Regions from separate parts of the Mus musculus genome. Here region 2 is linked to region 1. Evidence: chromatin contacts called from public ChIA-PET data. All regions are on one chromosome and are shown on one strand. The core of a region is the stretch at or near the end of the contact, and the rest is flanking DNA. Distances in the headings are between cores, read along the strand shown. Region 1 holds the start of Srpk1 (serine/arginine-rich protein specific kinase 1). Region 2 overlaps Mapk14 (mitogen-activated protein kinase 14).

The links. ChIA-PET counts read pairs in DNA pulled down with a chosen protein or histone mark.
Region 2: a contact with region 1 is called in an RNA polymerase II ChIA-PET map of memory CD8 T cells, with 138 read pairs. The contact joins the enhancer-like site here to the promoter of Srpk1 in region 1. A contact is called at or near these places in 2 of 484 Hi-C or Micro-C datasets (embryonic fibroblasts and nephron progenitors), 2 of 115 datasets of contacts at active chromatin or transcription factors (effector CD8 T cells and memory CD8 T cells) and 4 of 9 other capture datasets (adipose tissue, embryonic stem cells, liver and 1 more).

The regions. Positions count from the first base shown.
Region 1 is chr17:28,619,227-28,625,755 of GRCm38.p6, forward strand. Srpk1 (serine/arginine-rich protein specific kinase 1) reads right to left here and starts at 3,295. Exons shown (of 16, transcript NM_016795.4): 1 at 3,174-3,295; 2 at 2,751-2,811. The coding sequence starts at 3,186.
Region 2 is chr17:28,732,462-28,738,990 of GRCm38.p6, forward strand. It overlaps Mapk14 (mitogen-activated protein kinase 14), which reads left to right. Exons shown (of 12, transcript NM_011951.3): 9 at 4,550-4,629. Among named protein-coding and RNA genes, the nearest start is that of Mapk13, 34 kb to the right of the region's middle. Within about 2 kb of position 4,235, at least 83 of the 459 cell types and tissues checked have an H3K27ac peak or open chromatin away from gene starts, as enhancers often do. A contact at or near this core is called in memory CD8 T cells, where this site is marked.

The DNA.
Region 1 (6,529 bases), core at 2,045-4,544:
GTCCAGGAACTCACTCTGTAGACCAGTGTCTTAGTCAGGGTTTCTATTCCTGCACAAACATTGTGACTAAGAAGCAGTTGGGGAGGAAAGGGTTTATTCAGCTTACAACTCCACATTGCTGTTCATCACCAAAGGAAGTCAGGACTGGAACTCAGGCAGGTCAGGAAGCAGGAGCTGATGCAGAGACCATGGAGGGATGTTCTTTACTGGCTTGCTTCCCCTGGCTTGCTCAGCTTGCTTTCTTTAGAACCAATACTACCAGCCCAGAGATGGTCCCACCCACAAGGGGCCTTTCCCCCTTGATCACTAATTGAGAAAATGCCTTCCAGCTGGATCTCTTGGAGGCATTTCCCCAACTGATGCTCCTTTCTCTGTGATAACTCCAGCGGTGTCAAGTTGACACAAAACTAGCCAGTACAACCAGGTTGGCCTCAAACTCAAAAATCCACCTGCCTCTGCCTCTCAAGGGCTGGGATTAAAGGTGTGTGCCACCACTGCCCGGCTTCTGGCACAAAACTCTTAACAAATTAATTAATCAGAAAATTCAACTACTTGAAAAGCGGTTGGAGAAACGAGGGGGAAGTAAAATTATATTCAGTAAAATAAGGGTAAGAACAGAAATAACTAAGAACACAGACAACTCTAAGCTACCTGCAGTAGTGAGCAGAAGAGTACCTAACACTAAGGACGTTTGTCTGCTTTTAAAACAAGTATATGCAGGCAGGTGAGATGGCTCGGTAGGTCTGGGCTCTTGCTACCAGGCTTGAGGCACCAAGTTCAATGCCTGGAACCTACACGGGGAAGGACAGAGCTAACTTCTAAATGTTGATCTCTGACATATACATTCACATGCACAGTGTATGTTCACCCTAGACCATATGAAGCATTGAATATCTGCTAAGTATGTGACATCTACACATATTCACCTGCCACACAACAGTCCGATTCACCCTAATATCTAAATAAGATTCCATGTCTTACATCAGACAGACCAAAATACAGGTGATTAGCCAGCTGAGCGTGATAGCACAAGACCAGTAATCGTGTCACTGTGGAGGCTGAGGCAGGAAGATCACCCCAAGCTCAAGACCAGCGTAGGCTACATAGTGAGACTCTTATCAAAACCCTTTTAACCAAGTGTGACGGTGCAGGCCTTCAATCCCAGCACTCCAGAGACAGAGGCAGGCAGATCTCTAGTCCACAGAGGGCGTTCCAGGAGAGCCAGGGCTACATGGAGAAAAACCAAAATTAAAATAAGAGGGGAAAAAAACCCTTTTAAGTGTTATTAATAAAACCATTTCCTCCTTCCATCAGAAAATGTAAAACACTCATATGGCTTCCCCACGGAGTGCTGAAATCCCAGCTGCTGCTAGGACAGCTCTGCCGTTTCTATCAACCATTCAACAGAGGATTCAAACCGAGTTCTAGACATCCCTAAATGGATAACCATCCCAGGAACCTGCGCACTCTCACACCTGCCCACACCTCAGCGCTCACTCACACACACTAGAAAATGGAGAAGAGGAGAAGTCGGCACTTTATCAAAGAAGTCACTGCACGGCCTCCCCCAAAAAACTTCAGGGAGTCTCCTAAGCAACACCACCCACTCCACCCCGGTACAGTCGCGCAGCAGGGTGACCTAGGAAGACTTCTAATGTGTGGCAGAGCAGTGCAGACCCAGCTTGATAATACAAAACACCAAATAAATGGGAAAACACAGAAAACAGTTCCTCTGAAACAGAGTGCTAAGCAGAGAACTCTCTAAGTCCACCCGGAGGAACCTCTGCAACTAAATGTTAGTACAAGATCCTTCGTAAAGCTAACTTCTAAGCTCACAATGGCAGTGAGCCTGCAGTGGTGGCACATGCCCCTTAATCCCAGGATTCTCAGAGCCAAAAACAAGAGGATAAATTCAAGGCCAACCTGGTCTACATAGGGAGTTCCAGGTCAGCCAAGGCTATCTCAAAAAACAAAGACGTTGGTGGGAATGGTAGCAGCTAAGCTCACTTGAATAAGCCTCCACCCAGCGTTTCTATCAGACTGTGCCCTCTTTTGTGCACACACACCCCCAACACCACTAAACCACTATTACACATCAAATCGGGCAAGTGTAGCACTAGGCCCACCAAGCCGGAATCACCCAACCGGCACCAGCAATTTGACTCTGGACATTACTCCGACGTTACTGCTCTGAGGACCTGATAGTACGGCCCGCCGGTAATGCATAACTTAGCCGGCACACCGAGTGGACAGCAACGCCACAGAGTCTCCCAGACTTAGGAAGCAGAGTAATCAGGCGCGAGGAAGACTCCCGGCCGTCCTCCTCTACCCAAGCGAGCGTGTGGTTGGCAGGGCCAAGGGTAAACAGGGAAAATTCATTCAACAATTTCCCGATGGCGTAGCGTGCGGACAGACGTAGGAGGCAAGTTAAGACGCTGCGGAGCACGGAAGGAAGAGCAGAGTTCACAGACAGGCAGGTAATGATTGCCAGCTCCGGCTGCCGGGCCACACCTGGGCCTCCTCGATGGAGTTGGCGAGTGGTGCCGGGCAGGCTCCGGGTCTTTCCAGCAGACCCGAGCCTGGAGACCCAGCTACCTTCCACATGATTCCCGGAGGGCGAATCACACAGCGGCCCAGTAACCATGTGGCGGGGAGGGGTTGGGGGGGAACCGCCCGAAGCGCACAACCCGGTAGGGGGAGGAGGTCCCCGAGGAAACGCAAAGGGCGGGATGTTGGGGTACAAGACTCACTTCCTTTGGGCTTTGTCCTTCTTGGCCTTGGTCCTTTTCTTTCGGGCCTGGAGCGCGAGCACTGCGGGAGAGAGGGATGGATGAAGGGCCGATGTAAGTGGGAGGCGGGGAGCGGCGCGAGCACGCAGGGCGACCGGGCCTGAGGCTGCGGGCCGAGCGCGGGGCGGGCTGCTCGGGGTGCACAGCGGCTGCCAGGCCCGGCGCGCCCAAAGAGGCTCGGGCCGGCCATGAGGCCTCGCCGCCCCGGCCTGGGGGCTGCGGAGCGAGGGGCGGGGACGGCGGGCGCCGGAGGACGCCGCAGCCGAGGGGCGAGAGGCAAGAGTGACGCCGCTTCAGGGGGCCGCGACAGTGGCCAGAGAGGCGCCTGGCGCCCAGTCGGGGACCGCCGTGGCTCCTCGTGGCGGAGGCCGCTCCGCCGCTCACCTTTCCGCTCCATGGCGAGACCGGTAACCGCCAGGCGCCTGCGCACTCGAGTGACGCCGACTCGGGCTCCCGCCGCGGCCCAAATCCCAGCTCTTCCTCCCGGCGCGCGCCGGCCCCGCCTCCGGGCCCGCCCGACCACGCCCCACACGGCGTCGCGCGCCTGCGTGGTGAACACAGAGCCTACCACCTGCTCCGGGGTGTACGAGAGTGGAGGGCAAGGGACCGAGGGATCCTGAATGGGAAGCTGGTTTTAGTGTCCCGCCATAAAGCGCGCGGCTTGAAGTTCTTACCTCCTGAGGAAAGGCAGGGCTCCGCAGTCAGTCGGGATTTGCCTCAGTTTCCCCGGCCTGCAAAACTGCTTAACCCAAACATATCCCAGTTCCTGTCTGAGCTGTTGTAAGGGCCAATTAAGACATTAAAGAAAATGGGAAATTAAATTGTATGTGGATACACACAGAACAAAGGCTGGAAGGAGGGAACGTGTGCCTCTGTCCTCTTCTAAAGATAAAACCTTGGGCCAGCAGCCCATGCCTTTAATCCCAGCACTCCAGAAGCAGGTGTATCTTTATGAGTTCCAGGCCAGCAAGGCATATATAATGAGATCCTGACCCAAAATAAATCAATAAGAACTGGATGGGGGGGCGGTATGGGGGACTTTTGGGATAGCATTGGAAATGTAACTGAGGAAAATACGTAATAAAAAAATATTAAAAAAAAAAAAAAGAACTGGATCAGAAGCTGGGCAGTGGTGGTGCACGCCTTTAATCCCAGCACTTGGAAAGCAGAGGCAGGCAGATTTCTGAGTTCGAGGCCAGCCTGGTCTACAGAGTGAGTTCCAAGACAGCCAGGGCTACACAGAGACACCCTGTCTCGAAAAACCAAAAAAGAAAAAAGAAAAAAAGAAAAGAACTGGACCAGAAGACAGCTCAGCAAGTAAAGGTGCCTTAAGGACCTGAATTCAAATCCAAATAGGGCCAATTCCCACAGGTCTCTCTCTGACTTGCACACAGGACCCATGGCACATGCAACAACCCCTCACCCATAAGTAAGCTAAACAATTATTTTAAGTAAAAGCAAACACTTCTAAAGGGAATTTTCTAGCTGCAAGTTGAAAGCCTTAAAGGAAGGGTGTGAATGGGAATTCTGTTTTCTCCTTGAAGAACTCTCTTCATCGTAGGACTTACCGGGTGTTTCCATACTGTCAAGTGCATGATCTTATTAGATGCTGATGTCAACTTCAGGCCAAGGTAGTTATTATCCCCATTACAGAAAGATGAGAACGTGGAAAGGATTGTGTGCTCAGAATCTTGCTGTCCCAACCCAATGATTCAGGCATCAAAACTCCTATAGTAAAGTAGAATCAGCAGGCATTTATGAGAGAGATGGGGGAGGAACATGAGGCTCTCTAGACCCCAGTATTTCTTCCAAAACATAGACTGTGGGTACTGCTGTGGAGATTTATAGTAGGCACTGAAATTCGCAATTGGAATTGTATACTTTTCATGTGTTTCAGAACTCTCCTTTAGATCTTTTTTGTGATTTTCTTTTTGTTGTTTTGTTTGTCTGTTTGGGGGGTTTTTGGTTTGTTTTGTTTTGTTTTTGTTTTGAGACAGGGTTTCTCTGTGTAGTCCTGGCTGTCCTAGAACTCACTCTGTAGACCAGGCTGGCCTGGAACTCAGAAATCGGCCTGCCTCTGCCTCCTAAGTGCTGGGATTAAAGGCGTGCGCTACCAACACCCGGCTCCACTGAAGCCTTTTCAAGTGGCGTGCATATGTCTATATTCCAGCTGGCTAGGGTAGGGGCTCAAAAACCCAGCTCTATAAGAAGTGGGACTTGGGGGCTGGTGAGATGGCTCAGCAGGTAAGATGTCTCTAAGAGCACCCAACTGCTCTTCTGAAGGTCCTGAGTTCAAATCCCAACAACCACATTGTGGCTCACATCCATCCGTAAGGAGATCCGACTCCCTCTTCTGGAGTGTCTGAAGACAGCTACAGTGTACTTACATAAAATAAATAAATAAATCTTTTAAAAAAAAGAAGAAGAAGAAGAAGAAGTGGGACTTGGGCTGGGGAGTTGGCTCAGTGCGTAAAGTTCTAGCCTGGCATTTGGATCCCCAGAACCCATATAACTGCTGTGTAGGCGAGGTGGCGTGCTGGAGACAAAGGATCTTGGAGCAAGCTGGCTAAATGAGCTGGCAAGCTCCTGGTTCAGTGAGAGACCCTACCTCAATGATCTAGAGAATGCTTAAGGAAGATGTCCAGTGTAAAAGCTCAGGCCTTCGCCGGCACAGGCACAGAGACACACTGTGCTTGCACACACAAGGGAACACATACATGCAAAACGGAGGAAGAGGAGGAGGTTGGAGGGAAGACAGGTCAGTAATCAATTGGTTGGGAAAGGAGGGTGAGCACACAGGAGCACAGACCAAGCCTGGGGGCCCAGGCACAACCTCCTTAGCAAAGCAGGAAAATCTGTCCCAGCAAGGAGGAGGCCACCACACTTGGTTTGATGTAGGTGTTGAGAAATGTGTAGGATTTTCATAGGTGGGGAAGGAGATGTCAAGCATTCCTGAAAGAAAAAATCAATTGAGCAAAAGGGCCCAGGTTGGAAAACTGTGGGTGGAGACTGGGGCCAAGAGTGACTGCGAGTATGAAGTAGGCAGGGGTGGGAGGATGGGTTTGCTAAGTTGGAGATTCAGATCACAGCATCTGCTGTACAGAACCTGAATGATGGCATTGCTGGGTTTATTGTGAAAGAGGCAGGCACTTGTTAGCCAAAGAAAACTGCTTTCTACTTTAAACTTGGGACTCAACGGGTAATAGGATCAGAAAACACCTGATGTCCTAGAGTATGAGACTGTGCTAGCCTGGGGAACTCACCCCTGGCTGGGGGGAGCCAATGAAATTCTGAGTAACTGTGTTGTTGACATGGGTCCAGCCATATCAAAGGGTTCTGATGTCTCAGACCTATGGAAACAGCAAAGCCTTCCCCAGATGGGGTTTTTAAAGGGATGGCAAAGGTATACACATGCACACATGCTCGAGTGCACGCGCGCGCGCGCGCGCGCACGCACACGCACACACACACACACACACACACACACACATTACACGTTCCAATTTTACTATAGTTACATCAGAAAAGAAACAGTCAACTTGCTGTGACTCAGCCTTCCCTTCCTCTGGTCGTACAAGTGTGCTGGATTGACCAGTGTCTGGAACAACAGAAAGCCACAAGGTGGTATCACCTTGAACCACAGCTTCCTCCGCCCCAGTGTTTATACCCCAAGACTGCTCCCTTACAGAGCTCTTCCCTGAGACTAGCTAACTAACCCTGGCTGTTCAAAATTAGCACTC
Region 2 (6,529 bases), core at 2,985-5,484, 110 kb after region 1:
CTCCGGGTGGAACCCTTACTTACTTTGATTTTGAAATGTGTGGTTAGCTAGGTATGGAGTCACTGATGCCAGCACGTCAGCTTCAGCTCAAGGACCGTAAGCTGTGTGGCCTTTTCTTTGCTGTATCCAATATAGACAATACATTTTCATACCAGAGATCGCAGACTTGACTTGTTATTTTCCTGTGTAATCAAGTATAAATTTCCTTCACGCATAAAAGACCTTTCCCCCATTGTAGTGGATGTGGTACTCCTAAGACGTGACCTATGGTCAGGAGAGGCAACTCAGCAGTTAAAGAGCATAGCTGCTCTTCCAGTCTCCAGGCTGGTGTTCAGATTCTAGCACCTGCAAGATAGTTCATCTGTAACTCCAGTCTCGGGGACCCAGTGTCTTCTTTTGGTCTCTGTGGGCACCAGGCACGCACATAGTACAGATAAGCACACAGGCAAAACGCTCGTACACATAAAAATAAATGATTTTTTACAGATGTGAACAGAGGGTGGAGGGCTTCTGGATTACACTGCTGCTGCTGCACTGATCTGCGTACTGTCCTGGGTATATTAGAACAGTCTCAGAGCAGTTCGTCCTTCTTCAAACATGCTACGGAACATCACAGATAGACAGTACCGTGCTCTAGTGAACCCTGTGTCTGCTCTGCCCAGAGGGTGAAGTAAAATGTGGGTGGTTGAGCAAACGCACTGGAGTGCACAGCATATCTAGCTACCCATTGCTCTCCATTGTTAAGTTTCCGGTCTTTTCCTCATTTTTAGTTTTTTCTTTCCTTAAACTCAGGGAGGGCTTATGTATGCCAGGCAGATACTGTACCATTGAGCTGCATCTCTAGAAGTTGGTCTCAGTTTTGAAAAGAAGTTGGACCGGGCGTGGTGGCGCACGCCTTTAATCCCAGCACTCGGGAGGCAGAGGCAGGCGGATTTCTGAGTTCCAGGACAGCCTGGGCTACACAGAGAAACCCTGTCTCGAAAACCAGAAAGAAAGAAAGGGAAAAAAAAAGAAGAGAAAAGAAGTTGCACTGCTGATACTAAAGCCAGTGCCTTAGGGTTGGAAAGATGGCTCAGATAATTTCTGAATTAAAATTTGGTATTATCGGGGCTGGTGAGATGGCTCAGTGGGTAAGAGCACCCGACTGCTCTTCCAAAGGTCCGGAGTTCAAATCCCAGCAACCACATGGTGGCTCACAACCATCCGTAACAAGATCTGATGCCCTCTTCTGGTGTGTCTGAAGACAGCTACAGTGTACTTACATATAATAATAAATAAATAAATCTTTAAAAAAAAAAAAAAAAAAAAAAAAAAAAAAAAAAAAATTTGGTATTATCATCTTACTTGAAATACATTTTTTTTAAGATTTATTTATTAATATATACACTGTAGCTGTCTTCAGACACTCTAGAAGAGGGAGTCAGATCTTGTTGCAGATGGCTGTGAGCCACCATGTCGTTGCTGGGATTTGAACTCTGGACCTTCGGAAGAGCAGTCAGGTGCTCTTACCCACTGAGCCATCTCACCAGCCCCCTTGAAATACATTTTAAACTGATGATAAACTTACTTCTTTGTGGGGAAGGAAAAGCTATCCCAGTTGTGAAGGATAGCTCACTGTGGAAATAGCAGGCTGTACTAAGTCTTGCTGTGCACTGTCACATAGCTGGGTGGCAGCTTTGCCTTAGCTCCTAAGGAGGGTTTTCTTCCATAATGTGTTTATTACCTTCCAATTCCCAGGTTTGCTGTAGCAGCTCCAGCCACAGCCCTCCTCGCTGTGCACGATGTTCATTCATCCTTTTTACTACTTTTTTTTTTTTTTAAATAAACTGCATAGAATGTTTTTCTGGGTTTTGAGGATAGGTCAGAACAGTGAGTCAAGTGTTTGGATCAGTCGGTGTTTGCCAGGCTGGCTGCACTGGGCAAGGCTGGAGAGATGCTGCTGCCACCCTCAAAACCAGGGTAGTCAGTCTGAACCAACCAGAGTGGTGGGGTGACTGGGACAGAAGTCTTCCTCCGGTGGAAAAGCAGAATGGAATGAGGAGTGAGAGGTGCAGGTAAGTTACTTCAGAGAGAAGTCCAACATGGAGTAAAACCCCAGGTCATTATGGAGAGGAGACGGAGACTCAGGAGTCCAGGTCACCTCAGCCACATAGTAAGTTTGAGGCCATCTCAAAAAAGCTTGTCCAGAAAGACTTCTTGTTAGAACAGCCCTTGGAAGGGACAGTGGGAAAGGAAAAGGCTTAATACAGGAAGAGTGGAGGCTTCCCTTACAACTGCATAAAGAGGCATAGAAGTGCCTGAGACCTTTGCCTTGAGTTGAAGCTTTGAGCCTATTCAAGAATAGTAGTTTGAGGCAAGCAGATAAAAGTTGAGTGACAGGTGTCAGAAAGGCGTGGATGTGAGGGTGAGGAGCTGGTTGTGATTTAGTCTGAGAATGCTCACCCCTGCAGACAAGGGAGAAAGGTATGGATGAGCCCTGCCTGCTGATAGATGCATGTTCTTCAGGCAGCTTGGAGGTGAAGCTAAGTCAGTTAGGAAACAACCCAGACTTCACTTTTCCCAAAGGGAATATGAAACTTGCCTCTTTAGAAAGTCCAGCTGGGCCGGGCGTGGTGGCGCACACCTTTAATCCCAGCACTCCGGAGGCAGAGGCAGGTGGATTTCTGAGTTCAAGGCCAGCCTGGTCTACAGAGTGAGTGCCAGGACAGCCAGGGCTACACAGAGAAACCCTGTCTCGAAAACAAACAAACAAAAAAAAAAAAGAAAGAAAGAAAGAAAGTCCAGCTGGTTAATAAACTACTTTGGAGTCGTACATGGTAAAATCACCTCTTGGAGGGCTGGAAGAGTCTAATTTTTTTCTATTAACATACATCCTCTTGAAGTGGCTAATCAGATATTCCTGGGGAGTAGAAATGTGAATGGAGCTAGATTTATATAAACTGAGTAGCTTCTTCCTGTCTGCAAGGAAGATGCTCAACTGTCACCATTAGCATGTCGGCAGTGTTACGGCCTGAGTGAGTCAGTGCCAGTCTCAGTCCACCCACTGTCCGCACCTGGAGCATCTCCTCTTTTCCATTTTCAGTAGCAGGGGTTTTGTTTTGTTTTGTTTTTTCTTTTACCATTCTAACTTCAGAAATATCTTGTGTGAGTGGACTTCCTTCTGGGTTAACTCGGTTTTCTGTAGGATGCCATTTTTGGGCACTGGCTCATCTTATCTTAAAAATTATTGACTGTTGCAGGCCTGTGAAAACTGGTGTGTAAATACACGAATGCACGGCCTTGTTGCATTCCAGGAAAACTCCATGTATAAGACAGGCACCAGGCTGTATCTTCCTGTCACCTTTCTAGAATTTTCTTCTGTTTTAGCAAAAAAAAAAAATGTTCAGAGGCAAAATGGCCATCTTGTTGCATAAGCAGTTCCTGTGACTAGGCAACTGTGGCTTGCAGACACTGTTCTCTTGACTGACTCATGCTTATTTTGCCTCTCTATATGCAAGCTAAATCTTCTCTATCTGTTCTTTAAATATTGTATGTGCCTTTTATGTATCAGATAATCTAAAATAAGGGATGGGGTTCAGCCATACATTGTAGTCCCAGCACTTGGATAGATGAGGCACAAGGACTCTGAGTTAAGAGGCTGCTGGGGGATTTTAGGTGACACAGGAAGGACGGCTAATGATCCTGCAGAACCTGACGGGCTCACACAGTCTCCCTATCTCACCATCAGCTGAGGTATGGAGCAGCTGTTCAGATGCTCAAAAGGGGCTGACTGAAGGCAGTGAGAGTAAATGGCCTCTGATCCTCCGGTGAACACATGCTCATTTGTTCTGAGGTTTTGGATGGCAGAATGACTATTCCGGGCCCTTTGCCTTTCTGCTTTTCAAGTCTTTAGTGAGTAGACTTTGGTTACTTTACATCCGTTATGGTTGCAGCCTGGTGTCTCCCATAGTGGGGTAGCACCCTCTGCCAGCTGGCTGTCCCTCACATGTTCTGTCTCCTAGAGGGGAGAGGGGAAGGTCTCCAGAGGGCACACTCAAGTGAACGAATGGTGTCTGGGAGGAGAGCAGGCCTCCCAACTGTCAGATTACAAGTTCCTTAGGTCAGGCCTTAGGGGGATAGTCACAAATAGATGCATAGAGTGTGCTCCGCCTCTGCTTGCCAGCACACTCTGCTTAGCTACCTCCTAGTGCCTTGGTGGAAGGGGAGGTGGAGGTGGAGGCTGGGCTCATGGACTGAGTGGCGTGGCCTCTTGTCTAAGACCCAACCACAGTGACTTTACTTCCTGCTGCATGGTGGTGACAAATGTGTGTGTGTGTGGCGGTTTTTTGAACCTTTCTACAGGAGGAGCAAGTCATGCTGAAAGTGGCCACCCTACAGAAGCCTTCCACCCAGAATCTTCCACCATGTTGGCCTTGTTTGGGGGAGGGGGGGACTCATTTCCATTATTGAGATTTTTTTTGTTTGTTGTGTTTTATTTTGCTCATTATTGTTTTGTTTTGCTTTTCACTTTTATTTTGTCCCGACATTTTCCTTTATAGTCCACCGTTAGATATTGATCAGTTGAAGCTCATTTTAAGACTCGTTGGAACCCCAGGGGCTGAGCTTCTGAAGAAAATCTCCTCAGAGTCTGTGAGTTGACGCTTTGATTGAATTACTACCCTCGGGGGCCTCTGCCACTTGCCTTCCGTCACTCTGCACTCTGACTTTGGAATGCATGTGTGACGTGTGCTGTGTGTGATGTGTGCACACATGTGAGCCTGCATGAGCCCGCTTGCATGCATGAGTGTGTTTTATTCTAAACTATCCTTATCTGGGTGTGGACTTAAGATCATGGGAACCCCTTTGGGGCAATTGTATGCTAATAAAACTGAGAGTTGAGATTCCAGTTCATTCCAAGAGATTAATGGGAAATTTGTGTGTGTGTCCTCCTGAGCCCTGACTTCTCTCTGAAGTTGCCCACGTGCTTAAGAGCCCTCTCACTTTCTGCTGAGCATCCTAATCTCTGACACTGTGTGCTAGTCTGACCTTCCCTCTCAGTGGTGGGTGATGTGTGCCTTGTCCCTAGAGGGGCTCCTCCTGGGCGGGGTCTTTCCATGGGCTCCTCTCCCACCCTCAGACCACACAGAACAGCTTCCTCCCCTCATGACAGTCTGCAGATGGCTCTGAACTCCTCCAGGAACCTTGGTCAATACAGTGAATAGCATGAGGGGCCACTTGGAACTTGTGCTTTCTCCATGGAGGCCATAAGAAGGTGACTCTGTTTTACTTTAGCCATGGTTGGTTGGTTTTTTGTTGTTGTTGTTGGTTTTTTGTTTTTTGTTGTTGTTGTTTTTGTTTTTTGGTTTTTTTTTGTTTTTTTTGTTTTTTTTTTTTGTTTTTTTGAGACAGGGTTTCTCTATGTAGCCCTGGTTGTCCTGGAACTCACTTTGTAGACCAGGCTGGCCTCGAACTCAGAAATCCCCCTGCCTCTGCCTCCCAAGTGCTGGGATTGAAGGCTTGTGCCACCATTGCCCAGCCTTGTTGTTGTTGTTTTTGTTGTTGTTGGAGGATTTTTTTTTTGTTTTTGTTTTTGTTTTTTAAGCTGTTGTCACTTTCTGGGGCCAGAAACTTTGAGGAAGCTAGGAAAGCCCCTCCTTCCTCTCATTTCCGCTTAGGGAAATAAATGGAGGAGCTAAGCCCCAGCTGTGCACGCCTAGGTTCCCCTCCTACCACTTCCAATAGAAGAGCCTTCTGCTCAGCTAAGAAGGAAGTTAAGTAGCTGTAGGCAACCAGCAACACACGAGTCACCTCCCCTGACAAAATCAGGACCCCGAATCTGCAGTGTAGCTATACATAAAGGACCCTGGAGCTTTTGAATGGGCCTATTTTATTTTATTTCCTTTACTCCTTTAAGATAAGAAAGCAAGCCAGGCATGGTGGCGTACGCCTTTAATCCCAGCACTTGGGAGGCAGAGGCAGGCGGATTTCTGAGTTCGAGGACAGCCTGGGCTATACAAAGAAAGCCTGTCTCGTCAAAAAGGAAAAAGAGAGAGAGAGAGAGAGAGAGAGAGAGAGAGAGAGAGAGAGCAAGCAAGCAAGCTGGATACATGGCCTAATAATGAGATGTCTTTTATCTTAACATGAAGTGGGCACATCAGATATTTGAACAGTTCTAGTGCAGCAATGGACAGAATCAGGTACCAAGACAAACATCCTCTCAGTGATAACTCAGTTGTGTACAGTAGTGAGAAAAGAGCTTCCCTGCATAATCGTCAGAAATGGGTAATGGCAGTCTAAATGTTGGAAAAGTATGGGCAAGGTTAAGTTAGTGTTGATGACACCACCCAGTACTTTTGAAATCTCCAAAGCACCAGCTGTGATGGTGCAGGTCTCTAACCCCAGCACTTAAAAGGCAGAGGCAGAAAGCCTGGGCTTAATTTGTAAGACACCTTTTTAAATAAACAAACAACTATTGTAGATGTAGCTCAGTGACGTCAACATGGCCATGGGTCTAACCCCAGACCCCCTGGGGGTGGGGAGCATACAGTAC